Regions from separate parts of the Arachis hypogaea genome. Here region 2 is linked to region 1. The links are chromatin contacts, called in public Hi-C maps. All regions are on one chromosome and are shown on one strand. Each heading gives the region's core, a stretch centred on a gene start, on an enhancer-like site or on the middle of the called end of the contact. The rest is flanking DNA. Distances are from core to core; before and after follow the strand shown. Region 1 holds the start of LOC112756064 (F-box/kelch-repeat protein At5g43190). Region 2 has its middle 15 kb from the start of LOC112756067.

Evidence for each region. Hi-C and Micro-C count contacts between places; a contact is called where the count stands out from the background.
Region 2: a Hi-C map of an unstated tissue shows a contact between it and region 1, with 2.2 times the contacts expected there. The contact joins the enhancer-like site here to the promoter of LOC112756064 in region 1. A contact is called at or near these places in 2 of 8 Hi-C or Micro-C datasets (leaf and an unstated tissue).

What each region holds. Positions count from the first base shown.
Region 1 is chr6:116,086,498-116,092,677 of arahy.Tifrunner.gnm2.J5K5, reverse strand. It overlaps LOC112756064 (F-box/kelch-repeat protein At5g43190), which reads right to left and starts at 3,368. Exons shown (of 1, transcript XM_025804485.3): 1 at 1,665-3,368. The coding sequence starts at 3,025. The coding sequence ends at 1,820.
Region 2 is chr6:116,126,173-116,132,352 of arahy.Tifrunner.gnm2.J5K5, reverse strand. It overlaps the pseudogene LOC112756068. Among protein-coding and RNA genes, the nearest start is that of LOC112756067, 15 kb to the right of the region's middle. Within about 2 kb of position 3,577, at least 3 of the 3 cell types and tissues checked have open chromatin away from gene starts, as enhancers often do.

The DNA.
Region 1 (6,180 bases), core at 2,119-4,618:
GTGTAATACTCAGATAATGTATTTTATAGTATTTTTTAAAATTATGGACGGAAGGCGTATTGTATTGTCCCACCCCTATAATTTTCAAAAACACTATAAAATATAATAATTAAGTATTATATTAAAGTTTTTTTATATAAAAAAATTAGATAATGTTAAATTAGTTGACTTTAATATATGAGACCGTAAATATTGTGAACTAAATTTATGAGTGAAGAAAGAAAGTGACGCTTGTTTTCAATAACCCTCTAATTAAGTGGTTAGACCATTTCCCAAGCCATGTCAAAAATAAAATGATGGAAGGCATCAAAGAGAAATTCAAAGAGAGAAGAAGTTTATAAATATGAAAGGGAGCAGCTAGCGATACAAATTGGGGCTAATTTTTTTATATTGTTTAAATATATGTTTAATATATTGTTATTGGAAGATTATGTATTTTTTTTTAATATGGTATTTTATTCAAATCGGACGGTCCGATTTGTTTGAAGAAAAAAGTAAACTACAAATCAGAGGATCCGATTTGTTTGAAAAAAAAAACTACAAATCGCATGATTTGTTTTGTATTTTGTATTTTTTTTATTTTTTAAAATAAAAAACAGACGGTCCGATTTTAACATTAAATTTTTTTTTATTTTCGAAATCACAAATCGAAAGCACCACTTTGTAGCTCCCATAACAAAGTTAAACACTTCTCTTCTCACATTATTGGAAAATACACTCTTCTTTCTCTCATACGAAAAACATAAAGTGCACAAATTGGAAGGTCAAAAGTTGTAACATGTATCGTGTTAGAATAGCTATACAAAACCACAGAGATATTCCCTTTTTTCTACAAAGAAAATGATAATAATCATTAATAACTGCTAAGATTTTACATAGTCAAATATGATTAGATTGATGTTATCGTGAAGCTATATATTCTGATTTGTATGTTGTAACATCTTACCTGATCCTGGAAATTATCTTGTGTCAGTATCGATAAAGACGTACCAATCTAAATCCAAGAGCATAAACAATGCAAATTAATGGAAGAACGGCAATTGGATTGAGTTGATAACGTCATTTTCAATAAATTTTAATTTATTTTTAGAAATTGTTTATAAAAATAATATTATGTTTGTTTTAAGTTTTAAAATTTATTGTTGAAATTTTTATATTTTTATCCTTATTTTGAAAATGATATTTGATATTTTCATGTTAAGAGAATAAAAATTACTATATAATATTATTTTTATATTTCTTAATTATTATATTTTTAAAATTCAAAACATATTTGTAACTTATTTTAAAAATATTAAAAATAAATTTCAACAATTTGTAGTATTAGAAAAGCAATTTAGTTCAGGAAATTTGTTGGATAAAAATATATTTTTAGTTATTATACCATTGAATTTGATAAAATAACCCAAAGACTAAGCATAAGACAATTTACAAGATGACAAGAAAGTGTTAATCAATATGGTTTAGGTGAAAATTGTTACCTGTAACTTTGATGGCACTATCCTAATTCCTAACATATGACTTTTGATTATTACTAATTACTACTTTGAGAAATCAATTCTAGAGCTAAACAGAACTACAGAAGTAATATCTTTTTAATACTGAATCAAACACACACAGAAGCTGCTTAAGCAATAATCCTTAGTAAATTAAGAAACTGTAAGTTCAACTAATCAAGTATCATTCTCATTCCAAAAATCATATTAAAAAAAAAAACATACCAAATCTAAGGATATCTCCAACAAACTAAAAGCAACTGAAAAATTAAAGAGAAGAAAGAAGATAAAAGACAAAAAGGGTGATACATTACATACATGTCTCAAACAGCAGCATAGAGATTAGGAACAAAAGAGAACCACTTGAATCCACAGCTACATTTGAGAGGCAAAGAAGGGCACCTTGGAAGCCAATGCCATGTCTTCCTTGAAACCAAGTAATACAAAATCTCAGGCCAAGTGTAGCAACAAATGCATATCATCCCTTCATGCCAAAAGCAATAAACATGTTCATAGTTATGGTAACAAACTGACACAAATTTCCTACACATAAGATCAGGTAAACTCTCAACTTCATTCCAATAATTCCCATAATCATTTTCTTCACAAAACTCCCACAATTTTATGCTCCTTGAGATTCCATTGCTCCCAACCCCACCAACCAAGTACATTTTTTTACCCTCTCCTCCATCCCCCACCAATCTCAAGAATGTAACTTGATTTGGTAACACCCCAATTGGTCTCTCCAATTTCCCAATCCCCAAATCAAATTTCACCACAGAAAATGGCTCTGGGGTTGCAAAATACAAACCCCCATTAAAGTAAACACCTTGATGCTGGCGAATGTTATCACCTAAATTAACCCCAAAACGCCCTTCAAATCTTGTCCAAGATAGCACCTTTGAGTCATAGACAAACACATTACTAGAACTTGAAGAAGGAGAAGAAGAAGAGTGAGAGAAAAGGACAAAAATTGTGTACCCTTTTGGGGTTGTAACAAAAGTGAGATGCTCAAGGTGAAGATTGAAACTTGGATATTGAATCTTTCTAGAAGTTTTTGCCAAGAGATTGCACACAAGCAAAGAACATGAGGTTGGATCGGAGAGACAGAACAACCCACCGGATGAAACAAGTGTGGTGAAGCATGATGATGATGGAGAAGAATGGTGAAGGGAGGAAGAATCATTGGTGGTGAGGGAGAGGGAGATGTTGCGCCACGTGGCGTGGTTGCAGTCATAGAGAGTGAAGTGGCTATGGTGGAACTGAGGGTGTGAGAGGAAGAGGAAGTTAGAGAAAGGTGAAGAAGAAGAAGAAGAAGAAGAAGAGTGTTTGTTTATGAAAGGAGGAGTGAAGATGAGAGACCAGAAAGACTTGCAAGTTGACCTGAGATTGAGGAAGGTTTTGAGGGGAAGAAAAGAGAGGATGTATTCTAAGATCTCTGGAGGTAGCTTGCTCCAGATTCTTGGATCCATTGGTGTTGAAGAAGATCTTGGAGAACTCTTCATGATCATGTTGTTGTTGATTCTCATCGGAGTTACCAAGATGTTTGATTATTCATCTCTAAAGTCAGAAACAACTTGCGGGGTAACGTGGACTTCAAACTTGAGTCTTAGTTCACACTTTAAGTATAGCAAGTTAGCTACCATCTCAACAGTCATTCAACCTTTTTTTTTAAATTATTTTATCCGAACATTTAATTTCACTACAGTATCTATACTTTTTTTTAACAAAAATATATAATTATATAGGATTTCGCGAGGGAGACAATGAACTATTTGTACAATGTATACAATGGGTTATTGAGTTACAAAATGAACATCTCTCATACTATCTAGAATAACCATTCGTGTAATAGCGATAATAAACATCTTCCCAAAAGTTTAAACTGATTTTGGAGTTCACCAAAGATTGAATTCTTGATCTTTCGGATCTAACGCTCTAATACCATGTCATGGTACCACTGATCCCAAAAGCTTTAACTGATGAAAAAATGTAACACTAATGATTATATCTCTAATATTCTCTAAACCTCCATTGTACACATTGTATAAATATTCCATTAATTCTTCATACTTTCCCATATATTAAATGGCTTAACCAGTGATTTGCTTGTTGAATTAAAAAATTAGTAATCTAATCAGATTAATTATCAATTTAATTTTGACAACTATTTATGAATTAGGAGATTACTCGTGCTTTGCATAGACATTATTATGCATCAAGAAAATCAATATAAAAAAATTGTAAATGCTTTATTTCCAGGTCAAATAATTTTGAAAAATAATTAACACGAATATTTTATTGAATTAAACCTTAAGTTTATTAGTATAGTTTAAATCATTATACACTGTATACGTCGCCCCTCTTCCTCGTTCAGCCTTCGTCTCGTCTCTTGCCGTACTTCAACCTTGCAGCGCCGTAACTTGAGCCCTAGCCTTGCCGCAACCCACCCTTACCTTGCCGCGACGCGCCTGGTCGCGTTCCTCATCATCTTCGAAGAGGTGGTGATTTTGTAGGCAAAAAAAAGTCGAAACTAAAAAAATTTTTCAATCCCTACCTTAAAAAATAAAATTATACTTAACCCTAAAAAAATTAACTAAATAATTTATAATTATATATTTAGATGATAGCATAAATTTATTTTTTTAGAGTGATTCAATTCTAACAACTATAAACGAAATAGCCTAATTGAAAAGTTGCTTGATTTTGGTTGGAATTCGTATTCTCTTTATGGTTATTCGGGAAAAAAAATTCTAAAATCTCTAATTTTTTTAGAGGGAAAAAAACTTTCATTTTAAATAGTAATACTAAAAAAAATGTACAGAGAAATTTGGGCGTATTGAAGAATATATATTCCGCGTTGAACGCAATCATAAACATAAATTCAAAGTCTAAATCTTTTAATTAGTGTTTACAAAGACAAAGTCATTATAGAAAAACAATTTAATATTAACACCGCCATCATCATCATCAATTAATCATCATCTCCATTGATACATAAGTGACAAGTCAAATCCAAGTAATATCATCATAGAATTCAAAACTAATATCACCCCATATATACATAGTATCTTTTGAAACCTGCATTTAGTAATTAATGATGACTCATACAATTCATGCTTATCTATGTCCGAGTCAAATTCCAACATTTTAAGATTTTGTTTTTGGGTATTCAAGATTTTTTTTTTTAATTTTAGATCATGAAAACAAATTGATTGGATTGTATGAAATGGGCTCTTTTTGGGCTTCATAAGATTTATAGTATTTATAATTTTACATTTTGTATTGACTGACCCTTTTGGGCTATTTCTTTTGGATTTTGTTTTTTGGACAATTCTTTTCGGTAAGAGAAATTATTTATTCTTCTAAATATCTGTTTAATTTCAAGACATTAGAAATTGCCTATTTTTCCCTGACAAAAAAAAAAAAAAAAAAAGAAATTGCCTATTTTTCATTTCATTTTGTATTAGACAATGTTTAAGAACATCTCATGTCATAAAACCACTCATCCCAAAGGTTTAAAATGATTTTGGGGTTCACCAAGAATCGAACTCTTGACATTTCGAATCTAACACTCTAATACCATATCATGAAACCACTCATCCAAAAGCGTAACCTGACAGGACAATGTAACACTAATTGTCATATCTCTAATATTTTCTAAATCTCCATTGCATTGTACACTTAGACCATTAACTCCCTATACTTTCTCTATGCATCAACTTTGTGTAATTTGAATGGAATATATATCGAACTTAAATTTTGATTTAAAGTGGTAGGTTTTTTGAGCTTTCGGTAGAACCTACACACGAATTCATCAGCAGAACACCGACTCAAATCTTGTCAAGCATAAAACTTGATTCCTTATTAGTATTAATAATTCATAGTTGCCACAATATTCTCTACACTCTTTCTCAGTTAGTTGGGGCATCTTTTGTTATTAGTCCATTGAATTAGAATGAAATATTGGCCTAAAAGACCAACCACGTGGTACTAATATTAATAGATTCTCCCAAGTCTTTTTTGCTTTATTCCTTATTATATATTTAACCATTTTTCATTATGAGTATCCAAGCAAAAATCATATAGCAATAATATTAATATAGAGATTGCTATTATTATGGAGAGAGGATCAAGTGACATAGTTACTAAGAAGACATGGTTATTCAAGAAGCTAAGGAAGAAATCATGGAGTTGGAAGTTTTTAATGTCTTCATTGAAGTGGAAGAAGCTTTGTTGGCCACTTTCTTTCATAGATGATATGATTTTCAAAATTGTGTCAATTTTTGAAGCTATTGCATTGGTCTCAATGCTCTCTTTTTTCTATCTTTGTTGTGGCTGTAGTTTCTAATTAGTTGATATTGCATTGCACAGTTTTTTTTTTTTTTTTTTTAATTTAGAGTAAAGTATTGTTTTTGTCCCGACATTTGAGATAAATCCTATTTGTGTCTCTAACGTTTAAATTGTCCTATTTGTATCCCTAACGTTTGTAAAAGTGATTCAATGTTATCCTGCCGTCAATTACACATCATGAACGCTTTAGTTTGAGTTTTAAAAATCTCTTCTTGAAATTAGAATACAAATGTCTAGGATAGAATCGATGATCCACTCCAAAAAATAGCTCATCAAAAGTTGAAACTAATTCCTACAACATTTACATAATTCACTTTTTTAGGAACATAAT
Region 2 (6,180 bases), core at 2,328-4,827, 39 kb before region 1:
TGTGTCGACGTGTCGTCATCATCGTTATTGTCATACCCCCTTCAACTTTCTCTAAAATCTAACATTGCTTTCGAGATTAGCTTAATCTTTCCGTTAATCATATGAAATTCATTAGTCCGAAGGTAAATTAAAAGGAGTTTTATGATCTAGTACTAGTATTATACTATCTAAAGTTACTTGTTAATTTTTTTATACAAACTACTTACGTATTTAATTTTCGCAATGAATGAGACCATGAATTTTTTTTTATATGTGAAACATATAGCAAGTGGAACTATTTTGAAGATATATGACATTAGAAATTATTTAATTATAATTATATTATTAATATGTATTAAAACATATTATGTAAGAGTAGATTCATGTGTAACTATAAAGTTTTATTCTTTTTAAAAGGAAAGTTAAACCAAACATATTATTTTGACTTCTTTTAACCAAGCCAATATGTCGTCATCTCTCCTACTAATTTGCCATGTGAGAGTGTTTGGCAACTCTTGAACAGGAATGGAGTCATGGAGCCATTTTTCTTTCATGTCGCTCTCTAAGATTAAATTATAGAAAAAATTCAAGTGTATCGAGAACACTGGTATTCTAGTTGTTTTAATTTCAATTAATATATATTATATATATTTTTTATAATTCAGCTCAACGGTTAAAACAACTGGAACACCGGTGTTTCCGGTACACTTGAAACCCTTCCTAAATTATATATATATATATAAAATAAAAAATTATTTATAAAATTTTAAATTTAAATAACCAGTTGAGAATCAAGAGAAAGTAGATCTGACCACAAAGTACAATTACATGGAATACATGTAAAAAAAATATTTTCTAGGATTTAACAAAGGCACCAAAGGCACTGTCATATTATTAAATAAAAAATTAATCATAACATAATAATAAAATTATAAGTAATAAAAAATTATAATTTAAAATAGTATTAAATAAAAAAATACTAAAAAAATTATAAAAAATATAGATTTTACTTTTGTAATTCTATTTTAGTTTGGTTTTATAAAATTTGTTATTATAATGTTTGTGTACGCTTCATTATTATAATTTTTTAAAATAGTACTAAAAACAAGAATAGGAAGCGTACTATAAAAAGACCTTGCAAAAAGTATTAAAAAAAATAAACAAAACTAACGTTGTTATGTATATACCTAAAAAAAGATAGGATAATACAAAAAAAAATCATTTTTACAAGCATAATATAAATGGTTAATTCTATTAGATAAAACAAATTAAATAAAAAATTAACCACAAATAATAATAATAATAAAAAAATTGTAGTATATTAAAAAAAGAATACAAAAAATATTAAAAAAATATTATATAAAAATATATTAAAAATATAAAAAATTAAACATACTTAAAAAATAGTATTATAATTTAATATTATGTCTTTGTTAATAATTATTTATCTAAATATAATTTTAACTACTATTATCTAAATAATATTCATTTTATCAAAATCAATTTATATAGAGTTAACAAATATAAATTATATTACTACAAACTTACTTTTATTTGAAATTAATTTTGTAAAACTAAATTTATTTAAATTTTAATTTAGCAAATGTCAATCCAAACCTACATCTAATTCGGTGATCTAGTAAAAAGAATAAAAAAAAAAAAAATATGAATGAACATTTTCAAGTTTAAAAGAAGTGTTAAGATAAACTTATTGAAAACATTTTAAGTGCACCAAGAGTACCAATATTTCAATTATTTTAAACGTTAATTTGAATTATAAAAAATATATATAATATAAAAAATATTTTAAGTGCACCGAGAGTACCGGTGCACCAGTTGTTTTAATAGTTGATTTCAATTAATATATATTATATATATTTTTTATAATTCAGGTCCACAGTTAAAACAACTGGTGCACCGGTACTCCCGGTGCACTTAAAATATTTCCTATAATATATATTAACTAAAATAAACTATTAACTATTGGTTGATTGACTCTTTTAAACCAAAAACAGCAGAAGAAGCATAGAGATGGATCTGATGGTAACACTCATTGTGGCAGCCAGTTATAAATACTACCTAACCAGATCACAGTCTCTTTGAGAACCAAGCAAAAAGTCCAAAAGCAAGGGGTAACTAAAAATTCACTGTTCCTAATATTTAGTTCACATATAACTCCAAACCTTCAAAACCAAATCACTCTCTCTCTCTCAAGATGGGAACCTCAATCTTAGACGCGCTGAATGTGCGCGTAGAAGGTTCCGGCGACAAGTACCTTGTCTTGGCCCACGGTTTCGGCACCGACCAATCCGCCTGGCAGCGCGTCCTCCCTTACTTCACCCGCCGCTACAGCGTCATCCTCTACGACCTCGTGTGCGCCGGCAGCGTCAATCCGGACTACTTCGATTACCGCCGTTACACCTCCCTTGACGCCTACGTCGATGACCTCATCGGAATCCTTGACGCTCTCCGCGTTACTCGCTGTGCCTATGTCGGTCACTCCATCTCCGCCATGATCGGAATGCTTGCTTCCATCCGCCGCCCCGAACTCTTCTCCAAGCTCATCCTCATCGGCGCCTCCCCTCGGTAACCCTCAATCAATCTCTCAATTATATTTTAGTATCCAGCTGGCAACTGCAAGTTATAAATTCTTTTTTCTTTAATTGATTATTAGTTTCCCTCTTTCAACAAATTCATTTCTCAAAATTACTTATTTAAAAAATTTAATCATTATCAGATAATGGTACATGGTGGTTATAATAATGTTTCTAGAAGTCATCATTGAAATGTTAATGTAATTAGTTAAACTTAAATTCTTACATTATGAATTTATGCTGGGTAATTTTAATGCCATTGTACAACATTATTATGAATAGAAATAAGTTTAAGTTTTGAAAAAATAAGTTTTTGACATTTATAATCTAATAATCTGGAATGAGAGATATAATTATTGAGATGTTGTCGAACGGATTTTGATTTTCTGATAATCTATTTGACTGAATTTTATTTTATTTTATATTTTGCGAAGGTTCTTGAACGACAAGGATTACCATGGAGGATTTGAGCAAGGTGAAATTGAGCAGGTGTTTTCGGCAATGGAGGCCAACTACGAGGCGTGGGTGTGTGGTTTCGCGCCGCTGGCAGTGGGGGCGGATGTGCCGGAGGCAGTTAGGGAATTTTCTAGAACACTCTTCAACATGAGGCCGGACATAACGCTTTTCGTATCGAGGACGGTGTTCAACAGCGACCTTCGGGGTATCCTAGGTTTGGTGAAGGTCCCCTGTTGCATCATGCAGACGGCGAGGGACCACTCTCGGTTCCGGCGACGGTGGCCACGTACATGGAGGAGCACCTTGGTGGACCTAGCATGGTGGTTTGGCTCGACACCGAGGGGCACCTCCCTCACCTCAGTGCTCCTTCCTACCTTGCTTGACAGCTGGATATAGCTCTCAATTCTCCTTAGCGGCGGCGCGTGAAGTACAAGTACGCGCGTGAAGGTTGTTGGTTTAGTTTTGATTTAACAGTGTAGAGTGAGGAAAACGCTGATGTGGTAGTTAAAAGACGTAGGTACTAGCTAGGCAGAAAAAGAAGAAAAGACAAGAGGTTTGGGTGTGGACACGTGGCAAATAACGTATGGATCTTTGTTTGGGAGGGTCTTATTGTGGGGATTAATTAAGGGTGAAAATTACGTGTAGTTCTGTTAATATACCGTTTATAGTAGAAAATATAGTGGACTAAAAATATTATTTGACAATTTTTAATTACATGAAGATAATAAATTTAGACCATAATTGATTTTTTTGTTCTTGTGACTTTTAGTTGAAAGGATAAGAATCTAATATATGCACGTGATTGGCATGTGATGCACAGTCTCCTTTTTTTTTAGTAAAAGATTAGGATAATTTATATCAATAAATTTAGTAGAAATTAATTTCATGTAAACTGGAGAAACATTGGATCATTTTTATATCCGAGTTAAATCTCTTGATAAATCTAATCATTACTTGTATAAGATATAGATATTGAATCGAATAAGTTTAATTTAATTTACTACAGTAACAAAATATATAAAAAAAATAAAAAATAATATAAACATTTTTTTTTTAAATATATTCATTCTCTTTTTACAATAAAATATTCTTTTTTTCATAATCAAATTATGCATAATAAACGTTTGAACTCTTTTTTATTTTTTTTAAATTGCGCTTACCTGATTCGATTTGGATAAATCTATTTAAGACAAATGCGTAATCAACTTTTATTCATATTTGTATAAAATTAATCTTCAATTAATTTATTAATATAAATTACCCAAAAAATTATATATTAATACATTAATGTTTTTTTCTTTTTCGTTAAGTCAGTTATTATATCTTATTTTTTATATAAGTTTAATACATATTTTATATTTTAATATGTTTTATTTAAATAATATATATGAATATAGTTTTTTTTTTAACTTCCTCAATATTTGTGTTTGGTTCACTATGCTCCAGGGTCATGGGATTGTCTTTGTTGATGAATTTGTCTTAATTTTGTAAGAATATTGCTTAGCATAGGAAATGGATAATTTTGATCTATAAAAATTGAATTCAATTAAAAAAATAATAGTGAAATGATATTCAATTTTGCATTTGTAAATGAATTGATTTGAGATCACGTACGTTAACAATAAAATAATATGAATTAAGTCTTATATTTCATCTAAACAAATTATAAGAAGTGAGTTACTTTCATATGACATTTTATATTTGAACTCTCAGTTAAATTATTAGTATTTCTATCCCATAATAAAAAAATAAATTATATAATTTCAATACATGAATAATGAAGCCAAAATAAAAAACGAGTTAATTTAATGATAATAAGATTAATTTTAGACAAATTCTATTTATGATGTCAAAAGTTTAAATCTTGAAAAACTACTTTTAAATTTTTGTGCTTATCCTTAGTACAATTAAATTTGTCAACCCCTACTTGAATATCTATTTAAATTCTTAAATTTTATTGCTGGCTAGTTAGATGAAGGAAAATGCATCATTTTATGAGAAATTATAAATAATTAATTTTTAATTGATTAATATTAATTAATTTTAGAGTTCAAAATTTATAAATTAAAATGTAAAATTAAAAACTTATGATTTAAAATTTAAAATTTAATATAAATAAAATAACTTTCAAGAAGTTGACTAATATTAATTGAAAAGATTGGTTCTCTAACATTATTCTTATTGTATACTTTCCATAAGTCATACTAATAAAATTCCGTTATAAAACGCACAGGTTTTTATTCATTACATCTCAAATTGAAAATCTACAATTAAAAGAAAATATGATGAGCTTGAAAGGGCGAGGCAAGAAAAAGAATAGAAAGAGAAGTGGGTTTTAGTTCAATTATTTGATGGGACTGATGTACGGAATTTCCAAATGGCTTATCCACTTGGGCATCACTCATTTTGTTGCTCGGCTATTGCCACAAATAAGTATTTTGTTCTTCAATTTCTCCTCAATAGGATCTTGTAATATCATTGGCCCACATAATTATTCGTGGGCCTGGTCCACTTTTATGTCTTCAATTTTTAATTCTCACCAACATTTTTTTTTCAAGTAGAGCATTACAAAGGAATATGACTCCATTAATTGGTTCATTTGTTGGCTTCAATAAGTGTCCGGTTGGAATTTCGGTTTGTACATACAATAATTTATTATTTAGTGATAAATCGTAACAATTAATTATTAATCTGTCGAGTTAGAAAATATCGACATATTATGGACAAAAAAAAGAGTTAATTAATTAAGTTTTTATTAACCAAGTTGAGTTGGTCTAATGGTTAGCTGATTAGTCCGCTTAAATAAACATCGTCATCGAGAGTTTAAATTCTGCCTTGTGTATACAGTAATCAATTGGTCAATGGCATACCCTTAAACGAAGTTCCGATTCGCAACGGATTAGTATTTAGCTTGCCGTATTGAAGGATACGGTTAAAAAAAAAAAAAAGATTTCTATTTTCTAATAAGACTAAAATACCAAAATTTTAAATGATCTTTTATCGGTACAACTTAATTTTAAATTTTTTATAGTCAATTTTAACAACATTTAATTTTTTTATGGTTAATTTTAGTATTTTAATCTTTCTAATAATAATTAAGATATTTTTTTTATCAGATTTTATCCAGGTTGAGTTCTTGATAATCAGATTA